Linked DNA regions of Sus scrofa: region 2 is linked to region 1. Evidence: chromatin contacts called from public promoter capture Hi-C data. All regions are on one chromosome and are shown on one strand. The core of a region is the stretch at or near the end of the contact, and the rest is flanking DNA. Distances in the headings are between cores, read along the strand shown.

Region 1 (5,458 bases), core at 112-2,611:
CCCTCTCGCCCTCCAGCTGCTGACTTCCTAATGCAGTTATGTTGAAGGATCGATTTTTTTTTTTTTTTTGTCTTTTTAGGGCCGCACCCCCGGCATATGGAGGTTCCCAGGCTGGGGGGCCAGTCAGAGCCACAGCTGCAGGCCTACACCACAGCCACAGCCACGCCAGATCCAAGCTGCGTCTGCGACTTACACCACAGCTCGCGGCAACTCCTTAACCCACTGAGCGGGTACAGGGATCGAACCCTCATCCTCATGGATACGAATCGGGTTAGTTACCGCTGATCCACAAGGCGACTCCAAGGAACTCATATTTGGAAAGGAGAAAAAGATGGTCCCACCTCAGAGTCTCAGGTAGCGGCCGGGGTTGAGTGCAGAGGAAGGAGAGGCCGCGCCCCAGGCCTCAGGGCGCCCCTGCCCGCAGCCCCCCAAAGATTCGGCTCGAGTCACCGAGAAGCCCCTTCCGCGCTCGCCGGGGACTCACTCCGGACGAAGATCACCGTGTTGGAGACGCAGACCTCGTCGGCGGAGGCGCAGGCGGCGGGCCTGCAGGACCCCAGGCTCTTCACTTTGAAGCACTGGTAGCAGCTCAGGTTCTTGCCTGCGGGGAGCACCCGCCGCGGTGGAGCCGCGCCCCCGCCAGCCTGGAGCCCCTGCCGCCCCCGCAGCCCCCGGCGGCCCTTACCTGGCTCTGCGGCGCCGCCGGCGCACGCCCGCGACCCCAGCAGCGCCCACAGCACCAGAAGCAGCCGTCCCATGACGCCGGGCGGCTCAGCCTGCGGGGAGGCGGGTGGAGCAGAGGAGGAGGCTCCCCCGCCCGGGCGCCCCCAGCTCCCCCGCCTCCGTCCCCGATGGACCCTCCTCATTGGAGGCCTCGCCTACCCTGGTTCTCAGGAACCTCCCTCTCAGCCTGATCCTTCCCCCTGCACCTTCCCTCCCGGCTGCGGAGAGAGTCGGCCCACCAAGGGCAGGAGGGGGAGCGGGGCTCCCAGCCCCTCGCTCAGCATCTCCCGCTCAGGGGAGGGGCTCCCGGGGTCCAGGAGGCCTGGGGGAGGCGGCTCCCCGGTGGGTTCATGCCCTGGGCCGGCCTCGGCCCGGACCAGCTCCGGAGCGTCCTTCTCTTCCGGTAACAAACTCGTGTGGAACGGGGCCGGTTCACACCGCGGGCACAAGGGACCACACTGCTCCCGCCCCAGAGGCTCAGGAGCGCTGCCACGTCCCGCAGGTGTGGTGGGCGGTGCTGCGGTTTGGAGGCGGAGGGATCATGGAGCCGAGAGCCGGGGGCGCTTGGCCGAGGTGCAGGGCCTTCCAGAAGCGAAGCGTCGCGAGCCAGGCGCGGAGCTGGAACCCGGGAAATAAGGGTCCGGGGCCAGATGGGGAAGAGCGGGAAAGGGAGAGGGGGGAGAAGGGGGGGAAGGGGGGAAGGGGGAGAAGGGAGGGGGGAAGGGGGGAAGGGGGGAGAAGGGGGAGAAGGGAGGAGGGAAGGGGGACACTGAGTCTATCTTTTGGGGGGACAATTCCACCCAGTGCCAGAGGAGTGGTATCGAGAAAGGTACATGGCACCATATCCCTCAGAAGAGAAGCCGTGCGGCTTGCAGATGCTAACGTGGCCCCTCAGAGACAAGGCAACCACCGCCTTATGAGGCAGGAAGCAGCCCTTGTCTCCTGGGGATCTGCTCACCTTGAGCCAAGGGCAGACCCGAGCGCAGCAGTACATGAGAAAGGAGGTACCACGAGCCGTCTGGGTTTAGCCAGGGAGTGGAGAGTTGATTTACCTCTTGAAAATCAATGAAATGTGCCATATGAAAAGCCCAAAAGGGGTTCCCTGGTGGCTCAGGGGGTTAAAGAGCTGGCGTTGGCCCTGCTGTGGCTCGGGTTGCTGCTGTGGTGCTGCGGGGTGCTCTGCTCCCCAAGAAGGCAGGCGGTTCCGACGGCCCCTGCGTGGCGAGGCTGCTGACCCGCAGCTCTCAGTCCAGCTCCCAGCACCCCCATACAGGAGACGGACCGTTTCTTTCTGAGGGTGGCTTTGGCCTGAGCCTGTCTCGCTCAGATCCTTGGTTCCTTCCTCCCGTTCCCTTCCAGCCTCTCCAGCGATACCCACTCTGCCCAGCAGGTGCCCCAGGTACAAGGTCAGATCTGCCAGAAGTTTGCCTTTGTTTTTCATCGTGAAGGTAAGTGGCGTCTGTGGTCGCTCCATCTCCTGAGCGTGCTCAGGGCACGGGGAGGGTGGGGCCCTGGTCCCTGGCTCTGTGGACCTGAACTCCTTGCCTTGCCAGAAACAGCAGAATTGGACATAGGCGGCTGCGTTTGTCCTCGGGCAGCCCAGAACTCAGCGGGCTTTTTCAAATTGAAGATTCTGAATTTCTAATTGCTAATATAAATACATTTGGCTTATACAGATCTTATAGACAAGAACCCTTTTAAATTCATGGATTCAGGAGTTCCCTTGTGGCATAGCGGGTTAAAGAGCTGGCATTGTCACTGCAGCAGCTCAGGTCGCTGCTGTGGCACAGGTTCAACCCCTGTTCCAGGAACTTCCACATGCCTGCTGAAAGCACAGCCAAAAATAATTTTTAAAAAATAGATAGGGAGTTCCTGTTGTGGCTCAGTGGAAACGAACCCAACTAGTATCCATGAGGATGTGGGTTCCATCCCTGGCCTCACTCTGGGGGTTAAAGACCTAGGATAGCCACAGCTGTGGGGTAGGTCACAGGTGTGCCTCAGATCCTGTGTTGCTGTGGCTGTGGTGCAGTCCAGCAGCTGTAGCTCTGATTTGACTCCTAGCCTCTGAACTTCCATATGCTGCGGGCGCGACCCTAAAAAAGATAAAAATCAAAGCCATAGCTAGAATGATAAATTCACACTTTCTTTCCAATAGTGCTTTCTGCATTAGTCGGGTTCTTTACTGATGAGACACAATGGGAACTCCCTAGAAATTTTCTTTTATTGTCTCCTGTGTATGCTGGTAACGTTTATGAAGAGTCCTCAGGATTTTCTACGTAGACAAACATGCTTTTGCAAATAAAGACAGCTTTACTTCTTGCTTTCTGATCTGCATGCCTTTTATTTCTTTTCTTGCCTATTTGCCCGGTAAAAGGAGCAGAAATAGGCAGCCTTGCCTTGGGGAAGCGCTAGTCTTTCACCTTGAAATGCCCTCTTAGCCATAGGGTTTTCACACATTGCCTTGTGGGTGTGGGGAAGGTCACTTCTGATACTGATTTGCAAGGAGGGTTTATGTGGATTGAGTCAGATTTTGTCAGTGGCTTTTCAGCCTCTATTGCAATGAGCATATTTTCTCCCCTTTATTTGCTTATTTTATTTTTTATTTTATTTTTCCGGTCAGGTCAGGAGCATGGCCAGGCCAGCTGCTGTGACTGCGACCCTAGACCACGGGCTCCAGGGAAAGCTGCACTTCCCCGAGCAGCCGGAAGAGGGCGGCATCGCGCCAGGAGTCCCGGCGGCCGCGCGCGGGCAGGTGCCCCTGCGCCCACCTGGGGGGAGACACTGCAGGGAGAAGGGTTGAAGGGAGAGGAAAGCCGTCTCTTGAAGAAGGTCCCGGAAAACCAACTAGGAAGCAGAATGAATCTGCCTTATCTGAATTAAAACGTTTGAAAATATGAACGAACACCTTGCATCAGACGTTCAGCGCCTCAAAACAAAAACAGGCAATAAAAAGAAGACACGAAATGAGAAGTATTGAGCGTGAGGAAGGACATGGAGGAAAACGGCAAGACCGGCCCCGAAGTAAAGCCTCACCTGCCAAGTTCCAGGCAGCAAGCCCTTGAGATTGCGAGTCGGAAGCCGCAGGGAGACAGGCAAACGAGAGGACAGTCTGGCCTAGGTGGGCAGGAAAGGGGGTCGCCTCTTCCTGGACAATGACCCGGAATGGTGACCGCTGAGACAATGCTAGCAAAAATTTTAGAGACAGAACAACCCTTGGCGCCTACGTCCACAGCATATACAAAAAAAAGGGTTGATAGCAGCCTTCTCAGTGACGACATAGAAAGCAAAACGCTGTGAAGCAGAAATGATTTTTTTTTAAACTCAAGAAAATAAAGGCTGAGCCAGGTATTTTATAGAGTCACGGATATAATCAAGACTCAATGCTGTAGAAATTTTTTTTTTGGTTTTTTTTTTTGTCTTTTTGTCTTTTGTTGTTGTTGTTGCTATTTCTTGGGCCGCTCCCACGGCATATGGAGGTTCCCAGGCCAGGGGTCGAATCGGAGCTGTAGCCACCGGCCTACGCCAGAGCCACAGCAACGCAGGATCCGAGCCGCATCTGCAACCTACACCACAGCTCACGGCAACGCCGGATCGTTAACCCACTGAGCAAGGGCAGGGACCGAACCCGCAACCTCATGGTTCCTAGTCGGATTCGTTAACCACTGCGCCACGACAGGAACTCCTGTAGAAAGTTTTTGAAGCCCTAAACTTTGATTTCAGTAAAAAAGGAAAAGAAATGACAATGCACAAATCAAATTCCCGATTCAAAACAACTGTGGGGAGAAAAAACAAGAAAGCAAACAGAAGCAAAACACAGGGAGAAAAATCATAAAGAAAGAAGCAGAAGTAAGGGTGCAGAGAACAAATCCCAGATGTGATTAATAAGGCGAACGCCTGGTTCTCTGAAAAATGGAAAGAACTAGGAGTTCCCGTTGCCTCTCAGCAGGTTAAGGACCCACTGTTGTCTCTGTGAGGATGTGGGTTTAATCCCTGGCCTTGCTCAGTCGGTGAAGGATCTGGTGTTGCTGGGAACTGTGGTGTAGGTTGCAGACTTGGCTCAGATCTCAAGTGGCTGTGGCTGTGGGGTAGGTCGGCAGCTACAGCTCCGATTCCACCCCTAGCCTGGGAACCTCCATATGCCCCTGGAGTGGCCCTAAAAAAAAAAAAAAAAAAAAAGAAGTTTAAATGATAACAGACTCTTTCATGTGCCCTTATACAAATGGAAGACCTCAGATGAAGTGAATGCCTATGTAGGCAAATACCCTTCACCAATATTTTAGTGAGAGAAAGCTTGGAGAGATGAATTTCAGTAGAAAATAAGGAAACATAATTAAGATATACCCCAGAACAAAGGGCCAGGATCAGATGATTTCACGTAAAAGCTCTTCAAAGACCAGACGTTCCCCAAAGACATATAGATTATTTGAGAACATAAAAAATAAGAGAAGGCTTCCAAATTTTTTTAAACAAAGCTGCTATTATACTGATAACCAACCTAATAAAATTTTTAAGAAAGAAAAATTACAGAACAATAGCTCTTAAATATATTGGTGAAAAAAAAATCTTAAAGAAATATTAACAAACAGAATCCAACCACATGACAAAAATAATACCCTATGACAAAGTAGGATATATTCCTAGGTTTCAGTGATAGTTAAATATCAGGGAATTTGTTAGTATAATTCATCATATTAATAGATATAAAAATAAATATCATAAGAGTAAATCTATAGAT
Region 2 (6,162 bases), core at 1,643-4,142, 180 kb after region 1:
GGGCTCAGAGGCTGCCCAGCCTGCCCTCCCATAGAGCGGGGCGGGGGTGGGGAAGCACCTCATTTTCTCATCTGTCTGCCACACGCAGCAGGGAGCTCTGTCTGGTGGCTTCCGCACCCCTGGGGCCTCCAGGGAGGGCGCTACGCCTGAGCCAGTTGCTTGTAAGGGCCTGTCACAATGCCCCAGAGGGACGGGCGCCGGGCAGGTGAAGGCGGGTGGACAGGATCCTTCCTGGAATTGCCTGTGCCCCCGGGCCACCCTGCCTCCCTGGGTTGGGAGCCTGTAGATGAGCCCCCGGCCGGACCTGCTCTGTCCTGGTGGCGGGGGTGGGGGGGGCCCAGCTGTCATGATGCAGGGTCTCCTCCAGGCCAAACAACAACGAAGCTGGGATCCACGCCATCCCAGTGCCAACAGGCTCTGTGTGGCCAACCCTGGGCCCTGGCCCCGCCCACACTGGCCAGCCCCAGTGGCCTCCGGGCCAGAAGAGGACCTCGAGGCCCTGAGAGCTTTACTGGCCACCCAGGGATGGTGGGCTGGGGGAGACCAAGCCAGGCCCGAGTACAGATGGGAACAGTGCAGGCTGCACCCTCCCCCGGGGACCCGCGCTGCCCTCGCCGCCCACCTTGGAGGCTGGTGCTGGGCCTGGGGAGCAGGACCCAGTCATTCTTCCCTCCACGGCCCTTCTTCCCTGTGCCCTGTGTCCCCGCAGGCTCTCTGCACACCCTTGTCCGCCTGCCTCTCCAGCAGCCAGCCTGGCCCCACTGGAGGGACAGTTAGAAACAGACCCAGGGCCCTGGCTGCGCCGAGAGCAGCGGGGCTCCTCCTTCCCGCCGCTGCCCCCTCCTCCTCTCTCTCTGCCTCTCTGCACCCCCCCCCCAGGGGTCCACAGCCCAGCCCGCTCCCCTGGCCCTATCCCGTGGCTGGCGGAGGTCTCACCTGGCGGCAGGGCCAAGCCAGCAGCTAACAGGGCGAGGAGGACAGGCTTCATGGTCACAGGCAGGCAGCGGGCAGCTGACCTCGGGTGGTTTTATACTGCTCTGCTGGGGCGGGGGAGGTGGCTGCCCACGGTCGACACTAAGCGACAAGGGCCGGGGTGGGGCAGATTCCAAATGTCCAGCAGCCGCCAGGCCACACCCTCCTCTCCCTTTGTCCTCTTTCTGCTTCTGGAAGACAGAGCCTGCCCGTGGGCAGGGGCCACACTTCCCAACCGTGGCCAGGTCTCAGCCGGGCCGGGGTGAGGCCCAGGCCCCCATCTCCAAGCGCCCCAGACTCCATCACTCCTTCGCGCACCTCGGCTCGAAGACCAAAAGGCTTAAGGTCCCACGGAGGTGACAGGCCTTGATCAGTGTGGCAGACAATTAGCAGAGCTCGGCCCTGGGCTGGACACTGTCCACCCGGACCCCAGACCCACTCTCCACCCGGCTGTGTCCATAAGGACCCTATAAAGGCTTCCGCCGGCCAGGACCTGAGCTGGGGAGGTTCAGAGGTCAGCCACCTCTCTGCCTCACCCTGACGGCTGGGCCGAGGTGGCAGGGGCTCCCTTTCCTGACGAGCCCCTCCCATCACGCAGGCTCCCGCCAGCCTCTGGTAACCGCCTCTGCCCCTCGTCCCTCGGTTCCTGGGCAGGGGGTCGTCCCTGTTTTCTCTCTCAACCTGACCCTCCCTCTGTCAGCAGCCTCCCTGGGCTTCTGGAGGGTCTGGCCGGGAGCTGGCGGGCACAGGCCACACCTGCTGCCTGCTGGCCCCAGCGCGGCTCTGGAGCTGACAGTCCCTCTCCCGCGGGAGGACGCCGATCAGGCCCTGCGGACGGCCTCAGCGCCTGGATTTACCCCTGGAAGCTGGTCCAGGGTGTGTCAGACACTGGGAGGATGTTGCCAAGGAGTGAGGCAGGGGCCAGGGGCTCCAGCTGGGCGGGCCCGGGAGCAGGATGACAGGGCAGGGTGGGCTGGGGTGGCTGGAGATCCGGGGTCCCCCCACCAGGCCCCTACTCCTCCCACCAGGCCAGGCTCCGTTCCTCGGATCCCAGGGCCCAGAGTCGAGGGGAACACGCTTGAGGTCACACAGGGGTGGGGGTGGCTCCTCACCCGCACCCCTTCCTTGCCTGCTGCCCACCTGGAACTTTCTCTCAGAAGAGGCCCAGCCCCCAGCCCCTCGGCTCCAGAGCCTCACGTGGAAAGTAAAACATTTATGATTTCACTGTTTCCATGTGGGGCTGTCTGTCTGCCCCTCATCACCAGGGCTGGGGTGCCCTGGACTGGGGCCCTTCTTATCTGTTTGTGTTCAGGGCTCTTAGCACCTAGCACCAGGCTGGAACATTCATTCTTTAAATATTGACAGGTGCTTAAATGTTTGTCGATCTGATTTGATATGAAGTGATTCCTGGAGTCTGTAGGTCTCAAACAGGGGTGTTTCTGTGCCAGGGGATACGTGGCTGTGCCCAAAGACATTTTCCGTTGTTCTAACCGGGGGTGCTCCTGGCTCCCAGGGGTGCAGCCCAAGACTGCTGCTCAGCACTGTGCAGGGCACAGGGAGCCTTGGCAGGGCTGTGGGCTGAGTCTGGCCGAACCGACCAGAGCCAGGGGAAGAGGCTGCTCCAGGCCGTGGTGGGGGGAGGGGACCAAGTCGGCAGGACCCGTCTCCAGACTAAATAGCCCCTGACCTCTGCTTTGCCGGGGTGGGACCCACCACCCTTCCTTCTGATTTGTCCCCTTGTGATGGGAATGTTTGTCCCGGGCGGGTCCCACTTGTATCTGGGGGCACGTAGCTTGTCTGATTTCATGGATTCACAGTCACAGAGGAATTTGCCAGAACAACTCCTATCTCGACTCTCAACCACGTCTGGTAGAGATGAGACCTGGGCTTTTTTTTTTTTTTTTGGTCTTTTTGCCATTTCTTGGGCCGCTCCCGTGGCATATGGAGGTTCCCAGGCTAGGGGTCAAATCGGAGCTGTAGCTGCCAGCCTTCACCACAGCCACAGCCACACGGGATCCGAGCTGCGTCTGCGACCTACACCACAGCTCAAGGCAACACGGGATCGTTAACCCACTGAGCAAGGCCAGGGATCGAACCCGCAACCTCCTGGTTCCTAGTCGGATTCGTTAACCACTGCGCCACAACAGGAACTCCAGACCTGGGCTTTTGACGTTGGTGTTGGTGAGTTAAGGCGTTAGGGGTTGCTGGGATGAAAAGAGAGCGCCCTGCGTGTGAGAAGGAGACGGGAACCTGGAGCCGGGGGCTGTGCTCCGAATCGCCTCCTCCTCTGTCCACACGGCGAGGCCCTGCCCCCCAGCGGGTCTCAGAGACCTGGCCTCTGGGAAGTAATCGGGGTTTGATGAGGTCGTGAAGTTGGGGACCCATGATGGGACTTGGTGACCCTGTAAGACGGGCACCAGCTCTCCCTCCACACGTGGGGGTGCAGTGAGGGAGCCGTGTGCACAGCGGGAAGCCGTCCTCGGGGGTCCCTGACCTCAGACCGCCAGCACCCAGAGCTGTGAGAAAAAATGACTTGTCTACGCGACCCGACTGACTATTTTGCTGTGGCGGCCCAGGTGGAGACAGACGGTCCAGTGGTCACAGCTCAAATACGGACGCCCGAGAGACAGCTCTCAAGTGCCGTGCTGATCACAGTGACATCTGACTCGGCCCCAAGCGGAGCTCTCACTGGGATCAAGTCCGAGCCCCGTCCCCGGTCCCACACTGAGCCCACATCCGGGTCCCTCTCTGAGCCCCGTCCCCTGCCGTTCATGCTTTGGGCACACACTGGCACAGTCCCCCCTGAGCCCACTGAGCCGGGGCCCTTTGGCGGCCCTGCTTTCCGGGAAGGCCTGACACAGAGAGCAGCCCCTGCAGTCTCCGCTGGGCGGCCAGGCTGAGGGTGTGGCTGAGCTGTGACTCACCCTTAGCCCCTTCCTTTCCTCTGCCCTGCAGCCACCCCTGGGACTCCAGACTTTCCTGTTCCTTCGTGGCCCCCACCAGTTGCGTTCCCTGGAGATCCTGCCTGTTCACATAGCTCGGGAGTTTCCCTGATCTCCCCAGAAGGGGAAGCCGGGGCAGGAGGACCAGTGGGGGCGGGGGCGGTTCTGGGGAGGCAGGGTGGGCAGCAGCAGACCCCGCCTCACAGGGTTACAGGGCACAGTGGCTTGCTGGGGCTGCCGCACGGCCCCACCCACGCTTGAATGGACATCATTTTTGGATAACCCACTATTTTATGCAGAAGAATTTTTTGCTTTTTGGTCTTTTGAGGGCTGCAGTCCAGGCATGTGTAAGTTCCCAGGCTTGGGGTCGAATTGGAGCTACAGCTGCCGGCCTATGCTGAGGCCACAGCAACGCCAGATCTGAGCCACGTCTGTGACCTACACCACGGCTCATGGCAACGCTGGATCCTTAACCCACTGAGGGAGGCCAGGGATCGAACTTGCATCCTCATGGTTACAAGTCAGGTTCATTACCACTGAACCACCACGGGAGCTCCCAGAGCAATTTTTTAAAAGGAAGATGGGATGTCAGTTGCAAAACCACAGCCGGGAACCCCTTTCACGTTGGGAGACACTTTCCTGTGATTGGTCAGTTGCTGTCTGGGGGCCTGAGCCTGTGCGTTGGGGCAGCACTTGGGGGTGGGGGCAGTGCCAGGCTTCATGACGCCCCAGGGGATGTTCTGCCTTCCCTCCTCCCTCCCTGGTCCCTCCTCTCTGCCAGAGGGGACTCAGTCCTTGAGACAAGGCCCGTGGGTCTGAGCATGATGGTGGGAGCATCTAGGGGAGCCCCTGGCAGGTTCTGGGGGATGCCTATGATCCTGTACCCACGAGGTGGCAGCAGAGTGTCACAAAGAGAGGGCGCGGTGGCGTTCCCATCCCTACAGTGGTGAGCACGGAGACGGAGAAAGGCTAGGCAGGAGGGGTGTGAGCTGAGATTTAGAAATGCTGGGCTCGAGGGGCCTGTTAGAAGCCTTTGTGGGAACGCTGGGTAGGGCTTGGGCGTCTAGAGTTTGCGGTCGAGGTCCCGGCAGGAGACATGAATTTGCGAGCTGCCTGACTTGGCTGGTTTGCAGAGCCATGAGGCTGGAGGTGATCCCAGGAGTGGGTGTGGACAGAGACAAGAGCTCATGTGTGAAGCTGGCAGGCTGGGAATCGGCAGGGGAGGCTGAGGAAGGAGGACCAGGGAGCGTCCTGGGAGCCCAGGGTAGAAAGTGAACCGAAGGGGAGGGAGCTAGTGAAATCTATCTCAGTTCCCCGTTGCTGCTGTAAAGGACTGTAAACTTGGCTTAAAGCACCGCGCATTTATTATCTCATATTTCTGGAGGTCAGCAGTCTGACGTGAGTCTGATGGAGCCTGATGTATTTTATTTTATTTTATTTTTTTAAATAATGGGTTTTGTTGTTGTTGTTTTGTTTTGTTTTTTTTTTTGTATTTTCTAGGGCCACACCCTCGGCATATGGAGGTTCCCAGGTTAGGAGGAGAATCGGAGCTACAGGTGCCAGCCTACATGACAGCCACAGCAACGCAGGATCCTTAACCCACTGAGCGAGGCCAGGGATCGCACCCGCAACCTCACGGTTCCTAGTCGGATTATGTTAACCACTGCGCCTCGACGGGAACTCCGCGTCTGATGTATTTTAATGAAGATGTCAGCAGAGCCGGTTCCTTTCTGCATGGCTCCTTGCTTCTTCCAGCTCCCAGAGGTCCTGCATCCCTTGGCTCTGGGCCCCTTCCTCCATCTTCAAGGCCCACACTCCACCCTGTGTCAGCCGTCACATCTCCCTCCGCCTCCATCATCACATCCTTCTCCCGCTTCTGTGCCCCTTCCTCCTCTGAGGACCCTGAGCCCATCCTGATAATCAGAACCCTCGCCCCTCCCAAGAATTGTAACTTAATTGCATCTGCGAAGTCTCTGTTGCCACGTGAGGTGACCCAGTCACGGGTCCTGGGGACTCGGGCCTGGACGCCCTTGGCTGGGGGAGGGGGCCCTTCTCAGCCCATTACAGGCCTCCTCCAGTCTCTAAAGATTCAGATTGGCCCACAAGCAAAATACACTCAGCCCATCCCAAGCCTCCAAGAGTCTCAACTCATTACAGCATCACTCAAGTCTGAGTCTCACCCAAGCCTCTTCAGCTCAGAAGTTTCAAGTCTCACGCTTCAAGGCATCTACGCAGGTGTGGATGCTGA

The links. Promoter capture Hi-C pulls out the DNA fragments that hold promoters and counts their contacts.
Region 2: a promoter capture Hi-C map of fetal skeletal muscle shows a contact between it and region 1, with 4 times the contacts expected there. The contact joins the promoter of PSCA here to the promoter of LY6L in region 1. A contact is called at or near these places in 1 of 5 promoter capture datasets (fetal skeletal muscle) and 1 of 47 Hi-C or Micro-C datasets (heart right ventricle).

Annotation. Positions count from the first base shown.
Region 1 is chr4:1,298,824-1,304,281 of Sscrofa11.1, forward strand. LY6L (lymphocyte antigen 6L) reads right to left here and starts at 1,362. Exons shown (of 3, transcript XM_021088762.1): 1 at 686-1,362; 2 at 485-601. The coding sequence starts at 866.
Region 2 is chr4:1,481,353-1,487,514 of Sscrofa11.1, forward strand. It overlaps PSCA (prostate stem cell antigen), which reads right to left and starts at 2,893. Exons shown (of 3, transcript XM_021088785.1): 1 at 937-2,893. The coding sequence starts at 988. The region is part of intron 1 of JRK (jerky protein homolog); the gene reads left to right.